Regions from separate parts of the Gossypium hirsutum genome. Here region 2 is linked to region 1. Evidence: chromatin contacts called from public Hi-C data. All regions are on one chromosome and are shown on one strand. The core of a region is the stretch at or near the end of the contact, and the rest is flanking DNA. Distances in the headings are between cores, read along the strand shown. Region 1 holds the start of LOC107887280 (hydroxyproline O-galactosyltransferase GALT6). Region 2 has its middle 21 kb from the start of LOC107887296.

Evidence for each region. A called contact is a pair of places that touch in the nucleus more often than the background predicts.
Region 2: a Hi-C map of leaf shows a contact between it and region 1, with 2.4 times the contacts expected there. The contact joins the enhancer-like site here to the promoter of LOC107887280 in region 1. A contact is called at or near these places in 17 of 34 Hi-C or Micro-C datasets (anther, callus, fibers and 4 more).

What each region holds. Positions count from the first base shown.
Region 1 is chrA03:24,026,753-24,032,078 of Gossypium_hirsutum_v2.1, forward strand. LOC107887280 (hydroxyproline O-galactosyltransferase GALT6) reads left to right here and starts at 3,085. Exons shown (of 7, transcript XM_016811471.2): 1 at 3,085-4,310. The coding sequence starts at 3,425.
Region 2 is chrA03:24,160,160-24,165,485 of Gossypium_hirsutum_v2.1, forward strand. It overlaps the pseudogene LOC107887297. Among protein-coding and RNA genes, the nearest start is that of LOC107887296, 21 kb to the right of the region's middle. Within about 2 kb of position 3,057, at least 9 of the 9 cell types and tissues checked have an H3K27ac peak or open chromatin away from gene starts, as enhancers often do. A contact at or near this core is called in fibers, hypocotyl and leaf, where this site is marked.

The sequences.
Region 1 (5,326 bases), core at 1,835-4,334:
GTAACACACTAATGACAAGGCCATTGGACAAGGTCATTGGATAAGCACTAAGTAGTTACTTTCGTAATGATATGTCATTGGGGATAGCTCAATCACAATACTATAGTAGAATGACTTCGTGACTAAATAAGTTTATAATTAATAGGAAAAAAGTCGGAACTTAATTATAAATCATTTGAGCCTCAACTTCATATGTCAAATTGGTCCATCCGCTAGCTCGTTGAAACTAGAAATGAATTAAGTGTTTGGATAAAAATGAACGGAGTGAATAGAAAAAGAGAAATAGGAAACCTTCAAGAATGATTATGGTTTTCTTCGAAATAGAGAAATGAAATAATTTGGAAATAAATGTAGGTTTCCAAAAATGGAAATGGAAATGAAAATGGAAATTTGTAATCCTATACATAATTACTCAAAAAATGATGGAAGAAAGAGTTATGTTTTTGGACTGTTTTGAAGCTCGAAAATGAAAATAAACCATTTAGTCATAGTGAACATGTTGAGTTCTGACATATTGAACGAATTTTCTTGAAATTTTACCAAGGGTAAAATCATCAAATTTTTACTGTGGATGATAAAATTATTTAATATATAAATATTAAAGTTTATTTTAAGAAATAGAACAATTGAATCGGGTTGGATCACATTACAGAGTATTGGGTCAAAAAGGCCCAATAAACACTTGTAATTGGACCTAATGTGAGAGAGGCCCAAAGCCCTTCATATAACATGAATGGGGCAACAACCCTAGTAGAAATACAAGGGTGAGTCGTTCACCCCTCTCCTACTCTAAGTAGGATGTTGTTTTTTCTATTTAAAATAAACCTCTATAATTGTACAAGGGTTCTACCTTCTTTTTCTATAAATAGATGACATTGGTAGAGCTATTAACAAATTTTTAAAGGATTTTTATTTTGCCGAAAATAGAGAGAATTTATTCTCAACTTATAAGCATATTTTTCAGAATAACAATTTTATCGGTTTCTATTAAAGAAGAGAGAATTTTCGTTTTCACCAAAAAAAAAACTTTTTCTATTTCTATATTTTGATTCAATTGGTTTGTGCCCATACTCAGAGCAATTCATGGTATGCGAATAGCACAGATCGTTTGTTGAAAGCCAAAAAAATCAATAATCTATTTATCCAAAAACACAGGTACGAATTCAGTTAAGGTTTATTACTATAAATATCACAAATTAGGTTGATTTTCAAAATTTTAATTTTTTATTGTGCAAGAAAACCATTTTCAAATTGGGTTTTTTCCCAACAACTAGGCCATTTTGGTGGCCGATGTAATCTCCCGAATTTGGGTCTAACGTCTAGGATGAGTTTTGGAGGTTACATCCTCCTTCTTGTTTAGCTAATCATAATAATCATATCAAGATCAAAACAAAGACATTCAGATGTAAGAAAGCCATAATTCATTTGCATGCAGAGAGAATTTAAAGATTAGCTGCAATCATAAACATCTCAATACAAGCTCAATGAATTAAACTAAAATCTTAAATATTATCAGTTTACTAAATCCTCAATCACTTAAGCTGATACATTATTTTCTCCATCCACGCAGATCGCTTATTAACTTTTCTTTCTTACAGATAAAACCAGAGAATAAGATGGAAGAAAGAAAAATGAATACCAGGATGAAAGAATCCTCCCATATATAATCTTCCCACTACCGCTTTCCTTAATCCCAAGTCAGTTAGTACTATTAATACCCTTAATCATAATATTTTCTACTAAAAGAAAACTCTTTGTTCTAAAGTAATAAGACTAAACTTGAATTCTAACTATTTATCAATTAGTTCGCAAGATTCCCATTAGAAAGTTTTTTTTAAGTGTGACACGAAAGATAGAAACGGCCAAAGGACTTTCCTTTTATATATAAGTATATATAGATAGCATGATACGTTAAAAAAACCCGAAAAGGTTGAGCCAATCTTACTGATCAAATCGAGAACCATATCTATTCTGCCTGAAAGATATACATTGATCAAAAGCATGTTGAATCGATTAAAAATCTGTTTAATTTTTTTTAAAAGGCAAATTATATTAGTAGTAACCTAATTATGGTTTTTTTTCCTTGTCATTCAATTATCAAATGTTACAAAATGATTATCCAACTATTAGTAAATTTCTTTTTTAATCACCCAACTATGAAAAGTTACAAAAATGCCACCTAACTATTCAAGTTTGTTTTTGTTTTTGTCACTAATGGGTTAATGTAAAAATAGAAATGCCAAAAAATCCAAGATAGTTGGTTGACCAAAAAAAACAATGGAATAGTTGTGTGACAAAAAAAAAATATCAATAGTTAGGGGACTAGAAAAGAGAAAAAAAACATAGTTAGGTGACTACTAATGTAGTTTGCCCAAATATGTTTTTTAAATTTGTATGAACTTTATATTTATACATATTGGATATTTTTATAAAATTTTAAATTATTTATTTATATGACATATAAAACAAATAATGGAATGTCAATATGAAATATATATGGACTGCCACATGGATTGTCATGTCTGTATTATTAAAAGTTAATATTTTAGTCAACACCTCTATTAAAAAAATTTAACTTTTTTTAAAAAAGTCAATGGTTAAATTTAACTTTAAAAAAAGCCAAAATGATAAAAAATACAAATATTGAGGATTAAATTTATTATTGTGCCATATATTTTTAAAATTTTATTTATAATGAAAGTGTTTTAAAATTTTAAGCTTCTAATTTTATATAAAAAGTAAAAGGGTTAGTATTTAGTAATTTTTAATATATATATTTATTTTACAAATAATTTTAAAAAATTGTATGTGTTCTTTAAATATTTATTTTTTTAATATTTTACTATAAGATATTTATCAATCTCTAACATTACTTATAAAGTTAAAAAAACTCCACTAATAATATATCAAATTTGATTCTAAAATAAAAATACAATATGTTTTACCTTTTACTTAATTTGTTGACATACTAAAGGAATTAATTTAAGGTATTCAAAAATGGAATTTCTTTGGCTGAACCCATACTGGGACGGATTCCGGCCTCTTAATATTTGTATAAATGAAAAGAAAAGTGAACACGTGGGCGGGAGAGTTAAACAGATGATGGACACCTAATATTGAGTGCCGGAGATTAAAAGCTGAAACATGGCGGCCTTTCCAACGAAGAATCCCATTTCATAAATCAATTTAAATTAAATTAATTAACAGCGGTTTATCAAATTTACTTTGTTTTTATATTTTTGTTGTGATAGAATCTATACCATAGCTTCTAAGTACCTCCTTTTACGCGTTTCCTTTCCCACATTTATAACCCCAAACTCTTTCACCCTCTTTGAAGACTACTATAAATTTTCTCTTCCATTTTCCGTCTCTGTCTCTTGATTTCATCGGTTGTCCTTTTTGGGTTGTGGGAGGGGATAAGGAAATGAAGAAATCGAAGTTATCGAAGCTAGATAGATTAGACAGATTCGATATGTTCATTTCCTTAGCAAAGCAACGATCGGTTCAGATTCTGTTCATCCTTGGTTTTCTGTACTTAGTTTTGGTTACCGTCGAGATCCCATTTGTGTTCCGGACTAGGTTAAATACTTTGTCTCAGGAACCATTAACTCGGGTTCCTAGACTCGCTAGCGAGGTTGAATTTCAATACAAAGAGGCACCGAGTCGTCCCTTGAATTGGGTTTCCAAGAACGCGCCCACCCCAACTCAGTTTCACCATCAGAAGCAACTAAAACTCCAGTCTACGATCCTCTCTCGTTTGTCTTTTGATGCCGAATCCTTTGACCCGACTGCGAAAGACGGGTCGTTGGAGCTCCATAAGTCAGCAAAAGTTGCTTGGGAAGTTGGGAGAAAGCTGTGGGAAGAACTCGAATCAGGGGAAGTCAAAATTGGCTCTATAAATAAACCCAAAAAACCCAAGAATGAATCCGAACTATGTAGGCCTTCGGTTTCTTTATCGGAATCGGAGTTTTTGGCCCACGGCAAGGTCATGGTGCTTCCCTGCGGGCTTACTTTGGGGTCTCACATAACGGTGGTGGGGAAACCGAGAGCAGCCCATGCGGAGACAAATCCGAGGATTGCGTTGCTAAAATCCGGGGAAGATTCTGTTATGGTTTCGCAGTTTATGATGGAATTGCAGGGGTTGAAGACGGTGGATGGGGAGGACCCACCGCGGATTCTTCATTTTAATCCCAGGTTGAAAGGGGATTGGAGTAGGAAGCCGGTGATCGAGCAGAACACTTGTTATAGGATGCAGTGGGGAACTGCCATGCGTTGTGAAGGGTGGAAATCCAAGGCTGACGATGAGACTGGTGAGTTTGGCTTTTCTATTTTTTTTTTATTGAAGGCTATGTTGATGCACATGCTAATCAGAGGTGAATTATATTTGGTGACCAAAAGGTTGTTTTGTTGGATTTGCGTTAGAACCTTTAAATCTTAATCTGTTGGTAGTTTTTAGTTAGACTTTTACCTTCTCTAAATTAAGAAATATTTGTGTTTTGTAATTGATTTCTTCTTAGCATCTTCTTGATCGGTGAAATATTTTGGTTTGGGATTAAGGCCTGTCTAATATGTTCGTATGTTAATTCTAGACGCTAGATTTAGGGTGTTTCCGAATGCAAATTTTATTTTTCTTAGTGAATTTATTCATTAGCATGTGTGTGTGTGTATGGTATGGTATGTTTGATTTCTTTTAAGTTATTTCATATATTTGAAGGACTGTAAGCCCCAGCTATGTCCGAATACATGTCAGACACAGGTATTAGATATAGATACTTCAAAGAAAATAAAGAACTGGAGTAACATAAAGTTGCTATGCGGATCTGCAAAGGCTATTTCCTGCCATTTTGTTTTTGTTCTTTTGCTTTTCTTCCTTGTTTAAGAGATGAACCATGGCGTGCTTGCTGGTGATATTTGAGATTTGCCGTCTCTTGTGACTCGTGATTTTATGGTTAGCATTTTGAGTTCTGTGGCATTTGCTTCTACAAAATCTCCTTTTTAAATATGATGGATTGCAATTTTTCTTGTATTTCGTCAAAACATTGGCTACTGATATATGTAGCTTGGAAGCAAATAGGAGAGATAGGTTGCCCCCAAAAACTTTAAAAAAACCTATCTGATTTGCTTTGCGGTTTAATCATGTTGTTCTAGAGCTCTCTTTTGCCTAGACAAAGAGATAAAATAAGTAAGAAAGTTCTCTCCTTTGGTAAACTCCCATAGGTTTCCCAATTATTTCTTCTTTCCTTGCAGTCCTTGCTTCACCGTCGGCAAAATTACAATATTGCTGTTTTGAATTGTCTGCAATGGGCTTCATTAATTTCATCACTGA
Region 2 (5,326 bases), core at 1,807-4,306, 130 kb after region 1:
AATATATCCTGAGAATCCCGGGATATCTAAAATGATTCTGAAAAAATTCCTCGGATAGTGGGGGTTAAAATTTGTAGAGAAAAATCTCTCTAAGGAGGACACACAGTTAGCAAAGTATTGAAAGTGTGTCTAGCTAGAATCGTTTTGGTTGAGGTGGCACTGAAAACGCTTCCAGCTGGACACGCTTTCAATACTTCTGCTGACAGTACATCTTTCTTGAAACATTTTTTCTCTACAATTTTCAACCCCCAACTATCTGAAGAATTTTTTCAGAATCAAATAGAAGGTCATCCCTTAGGCTATAAATGTTACATATTTCAGCCTCTGGTGGCATAAGCCGAGTGTATATCGATGGTAGCGTACATTACCAGTGGGACCTTCACGTGCCAAGTGTTGGGATTCACAAAGAATTCCTCGAGGATGACTTCTCAAATTGTCGGATCCTCGTATGGTGTCCATTTAAACTAATATTAACGTGATAAAAACAGTAGTTATATATATACTACTAAATACGAAATCGACTGTGTTAAGATTATATAGTTCAAATTTAAATAAATACATACCTCCGCTTTTGATCGTTGATCTAATAGAAGTCGTATATCTTGAAGCTCAGTAAGTACTCCCAAGTGATTTGGCGTATGGTTCCACCTATTTAAATAAATTGTTAGCATAATAATTTTAATTTAAATCAATTTTATCATGGTAATATCTACTGAATTTTACCTTATTATAAGTAGGAATGTATATGGGTAGTTCGTTCGATGACATAAAAATGGAAATTAGTTCCGTGCCCATGATTGTAGTTGTAAAAGGTAACCACCAATTTTGATTTTTCCTGGTTGTGTCGCCCAATACATCTCCCAGTACAATGTCGCCAACACGACGAACCCCTAACTGAGTTCACTGCTCCTCTAAAATTGACGATTTTTAACAGCCATCTTAGATGGACGAGATTTCGTGACTTATCCAGCATCAAGATACCCCCAGTGATTTTAAGGATGTACGCCCGAGCATGTTGTTCTCTTTCAACTTCAGTCGAATCCTCATCTAATCCTGCGAAATTTGTTTGTAACCAAGTGATACGAGTCACAAAAGCCCAAATTCTTGAAGGCGAGGCCCAATAAGAAGATTCCAAGCCCAATCAAGAAATCCACCCATACTTAGTTGAAAATCAGGCCAAATTATCAAAGTGGCCCAAGTTGTAAAGTTTTATTTTTATTTATTTATTTTATTTAGTTTAAATTTTTATATTCAGTCCAAGAGTCCCAAATAAAAGACCCTTGGCCGAATTTCCATATTAAAATAATTAGGAGTTTTTTTTTAGTTTTAGTTTTAGTGTTCTAATTAAATTAGGAAAACATTTGAAAGGCCTATTTATATGGCTTGGCCAGCCACCCTACATTACATTACAATTACATTGAAAATTTCAGATTTGATTTGAGTGAAAATTCTCTTTGAGTTCTTCAAGGATTTTCTCTTGGGTTTTCTTTAGAAGTTGTTTTAACAATCTTTTTGATTGTGGGAGCCATCTTCAACCTTCTTCTTGCCATTGATATTCTTTGGAGGGGAGATTAGAGCCGTTTGAAGGGAGTTGTGAGATCTTTCGAGATTTCAAGGCTTCTTAGGACTTATCTTTTAATTTCTTACTGTCAATTCTTTCTTTATTTCTACTTGTGCTGAATCATTATCTAATCTATTTTCTGTTCTTATTGTGTTTTCAGCCTTTTTCTATCTTAAGGAATCAGCCCAAAAATCCCCAATTTCTAGGGTTTTTCCATACTCTTTTTGGGTGAAATTAGATTGTCGAAATTTGGGGAAAACTATCTTGGTGTTCAATATCACAATCTCCTTGAGGGTTTCAAGAACCCTAACACTTATTTCTATTCTCAATTTGATTCTTTGCTGATTTGGGGATTTTATTTCAGATCTGAAAATTCAAAAATCTAATCTTTTAATTTTCTGTTTCGTTTCAGATCTAATTGTTTAGGGTTTTCGTAGGAGTTTCTCGTGACTTGACAACTCGATCTTGGTCCGCGCGCAACCCCGTATCACCAAGCCATTTTGATCCGAACTTTGTAAATTGTCTTTGGAACCGAACTCAAAAGTTCACTACATACGCCTCCCTAGTCAGCAAACTGAACAGACTTGATGACTACCAACCCATCCACCGATAACCCCAACTATTAATACACGTCCTCCAAAGTAATAGCATACTTGCATCATGAAAGATAGAATGTGTGTATCTCGGGTCTCCACCCCTCTGCCAACGCGCTTATGAGTTTCCAGTCCAACTTATAGCCTCGACCTACAAGGGTCACACGCCAAAAACTAACTTCCCTCAAGTATGGATTGATTAATAGTGATGGAGGACCGGGTAGATTACGAATATGACATTGTAAAATTTAATCTTCCACCTATTTACATAAAAAATACAAAATATTAAGTTAAAATATAACAATAAAATAAAAAAAAGTAAACTTTATTAAAAATTATTCTTACCATTTGCAATTGATTGATGGAAATGTGCTTGTCATCATGACGGAGTAGAGAATCGATCATTGCTAATTGTATAGAACACAAATTAATTTTTAATAAACAATATTTTTAGAAAATATTAATAAAAAATCTAATTTAGATAGAAATAGAATTTTAGTAATAAATTTAGGAGAGAATTTGAGAAAATTTTGAGAATGGTTTAAGAATTTTGAGAGAATATTGTAAACAATTAATAAGGTTGGGGAGGTCGGAAAAGTAGCCATTGGGGGGTAAAAACATGTCCAGCAGGAAGAGTTTTATTGGTGACACGGAGAAAATACTTCTAACTGGAAGTATTTTTTTGGATTTCCCCCTGAGCTAGAAGCATTTTACCTAAATCGGCCTATTTTCATAAATATTCTAAGATTTAGCCTATTCTAATAATTTTTTTTTAAATTAGTATTTTATGATAATTTTATCCATAATAAAATATTTATTGATAGTTTAGGATTGGACATTTTGAAAGTATAGGGAATGAATGTGATATACTCCCATTTGTAAACCTCGGCGTGTGATTGTCAGTGTCGCAGGTGCGCGTTACTGAAATCAGACACCCAAAATTATTGCCACTTCCATCTAACATCTCCCTCTTGTCCATCAAACATGTTTCTCGTTTTCAATTCTATTCAAACTGATCTTCCTCTGCACTACTTTCAGTTCGTTTCGTGTCTCCCATCCCATCCTTCTCCTTAAAATGTAATAATAATAGCCATTCTTTGGCTGCCCTAGTTTTTCTTTTCTATTTCTGCTAAGAAAATATAAAAGATGATATCAACTTCATCATCCCAAAAGAAAAACCTTCAATCCCTTTTAGCCACTAACCTCAAGAAACTCACCATCACTCCTCCTTCTAATCATAGTTTGATTTTGGCGATGTTTTCGGCCCTTTGACTCCTCACCATCCCAACCCCACCCTCCATTCACCTTCCTCCACGTCTCCCCCTTCTGCTTTCCTTGGGGATCCTCAAGTTATCCACACCAGGTCCCATTCTTATGTGGGTCCTTCTCCTCGTTACACCGTCTCTTCTTCCCTCCCTCTCCAAATCCAAACTGAAACCGAATACGAAGCCGAGGAACAAGATGACGATGAAGAAGAAGAAGCAAAACCCAAGATTGGGCCTGAGGATTTTGAGATCCTGAGAGTTGTTGGACAAGGAGCTTTTGGGAAAGTTTTTCAAGTGAGGAAAAAAGGAAGGAATGATGAGGATGGTGATGGGCTTTTTGCTATGAAAGTTATGAAGAAAGTAACTATCATTAAAAAGAATCATGTCGATTACATGAGAGCTGAGAGGGATATCCTTACTAAAGTTGTTCATCCATTTATTGTTCAGCTTAGATACTCTTTCCAGGTTCCTTATGCAATTTACTTTCTCTTTTTATTTGCATCTCCATAAAATTTGTCCCTTTTACTACTCTTTCCCTAAATATATTCATGTTATTTCAACTTTCCTAAAAAACCATGTTAAGTATTTTGTAATTCTGATCAGATGATATGAGAAATGATGTTAGTTCTTGGTCTTATGTTAAATACAATTGAATGGTTTGGATTTGAAATATTTGGTATGGTTTGGATTTGAAATATTTGGTCTTTAGGATTCAGCTTGATATCTGATTGAAGATCTGATTTTGTCATGAATTAGACTCTTCCTATTATACAAATTGTCAAAAATATTGAAGGGTTTTCTTTTTTACTTTGAAAAATTCAAGGTCTTTTATGGTTCAGCAATTTGTCTGTTTGAACTATTTATATGAGGACTTAGGATGTTTATCTCACTAGTCATTTCCAATCCATGATTATGTCATGTATTTGAAGGTCATATTTTGTCAATGCTTACAGTTGTGTTCTTATGTAATTTTACAGACAAAGTCTAAGCTTTATTTAATCCTGGACTTTATAAATGGAGGCCATCTCTTCTTTCACCTATATCGCCAAGGGATATTCAGGTATCATGTTGTTTCAACTTCAACTTCAACTAATTTGTCTGTTTGCAAACTTTTATTTTTGGTTTTTTTTTACATGTTTCTTGAATAGTGAGGATCAAGCAAGGTTTTATACTGCTGAGATTGTATCTGCTGTTTCACATCTTCACAACTGCAGCATCGTGCATCGTGATCTTAAACCTGAAAATATTCTTGTGGATGCTGATGGACATTTAATAGCCATGCTCATAACATACTTGAATGCCAAATATACATACCTCTGTTCGTGTTCTTATGAGTGTTCCTAGTTCCTGAATCCGTATGTTGCCCCAGGTTATGCTTACGGATTTCGGACTGGCCAAGGAAATTGATGAATCGAGCAGATCAAATTCAATGTGTGGGACAACAGAGTACATGGCTCCAGAAATTTTACAGTCCAAAGGTCACAATAAAGATGCAGATTGGTGGAGTGTTGGGATACTGTTATATGAAATGTTAACTGGTCAGGTAATAATATACAGAGATTTCCAGTATGTATAACTTTTTCAAATTTTACAAGTTTTAAGTTCGAACTTTCTAACATGAAAAGCTGGCTCAGGTTTGATTCGTTTTTTTTATAATGCTTGTTCTTATTAATGATTTATTTCGAGTTGCCTGGTTTTGTTTAATGCACCAGCTTGAGGTACATGTTTCAGATTTACTACTTAGTTGAGCATTTCTCCCACCTGCTATTTCTAATACAAGATATCTGTGAAGTGTCTGTAATCCCTGGATTTTGACAGCAATCAGTATGTGTCTTGCTCTGACTTTTATTATTCTTGAAGTACCTATGTTTGACATTCGTATTTGCACATTTTCAGACATGTATATA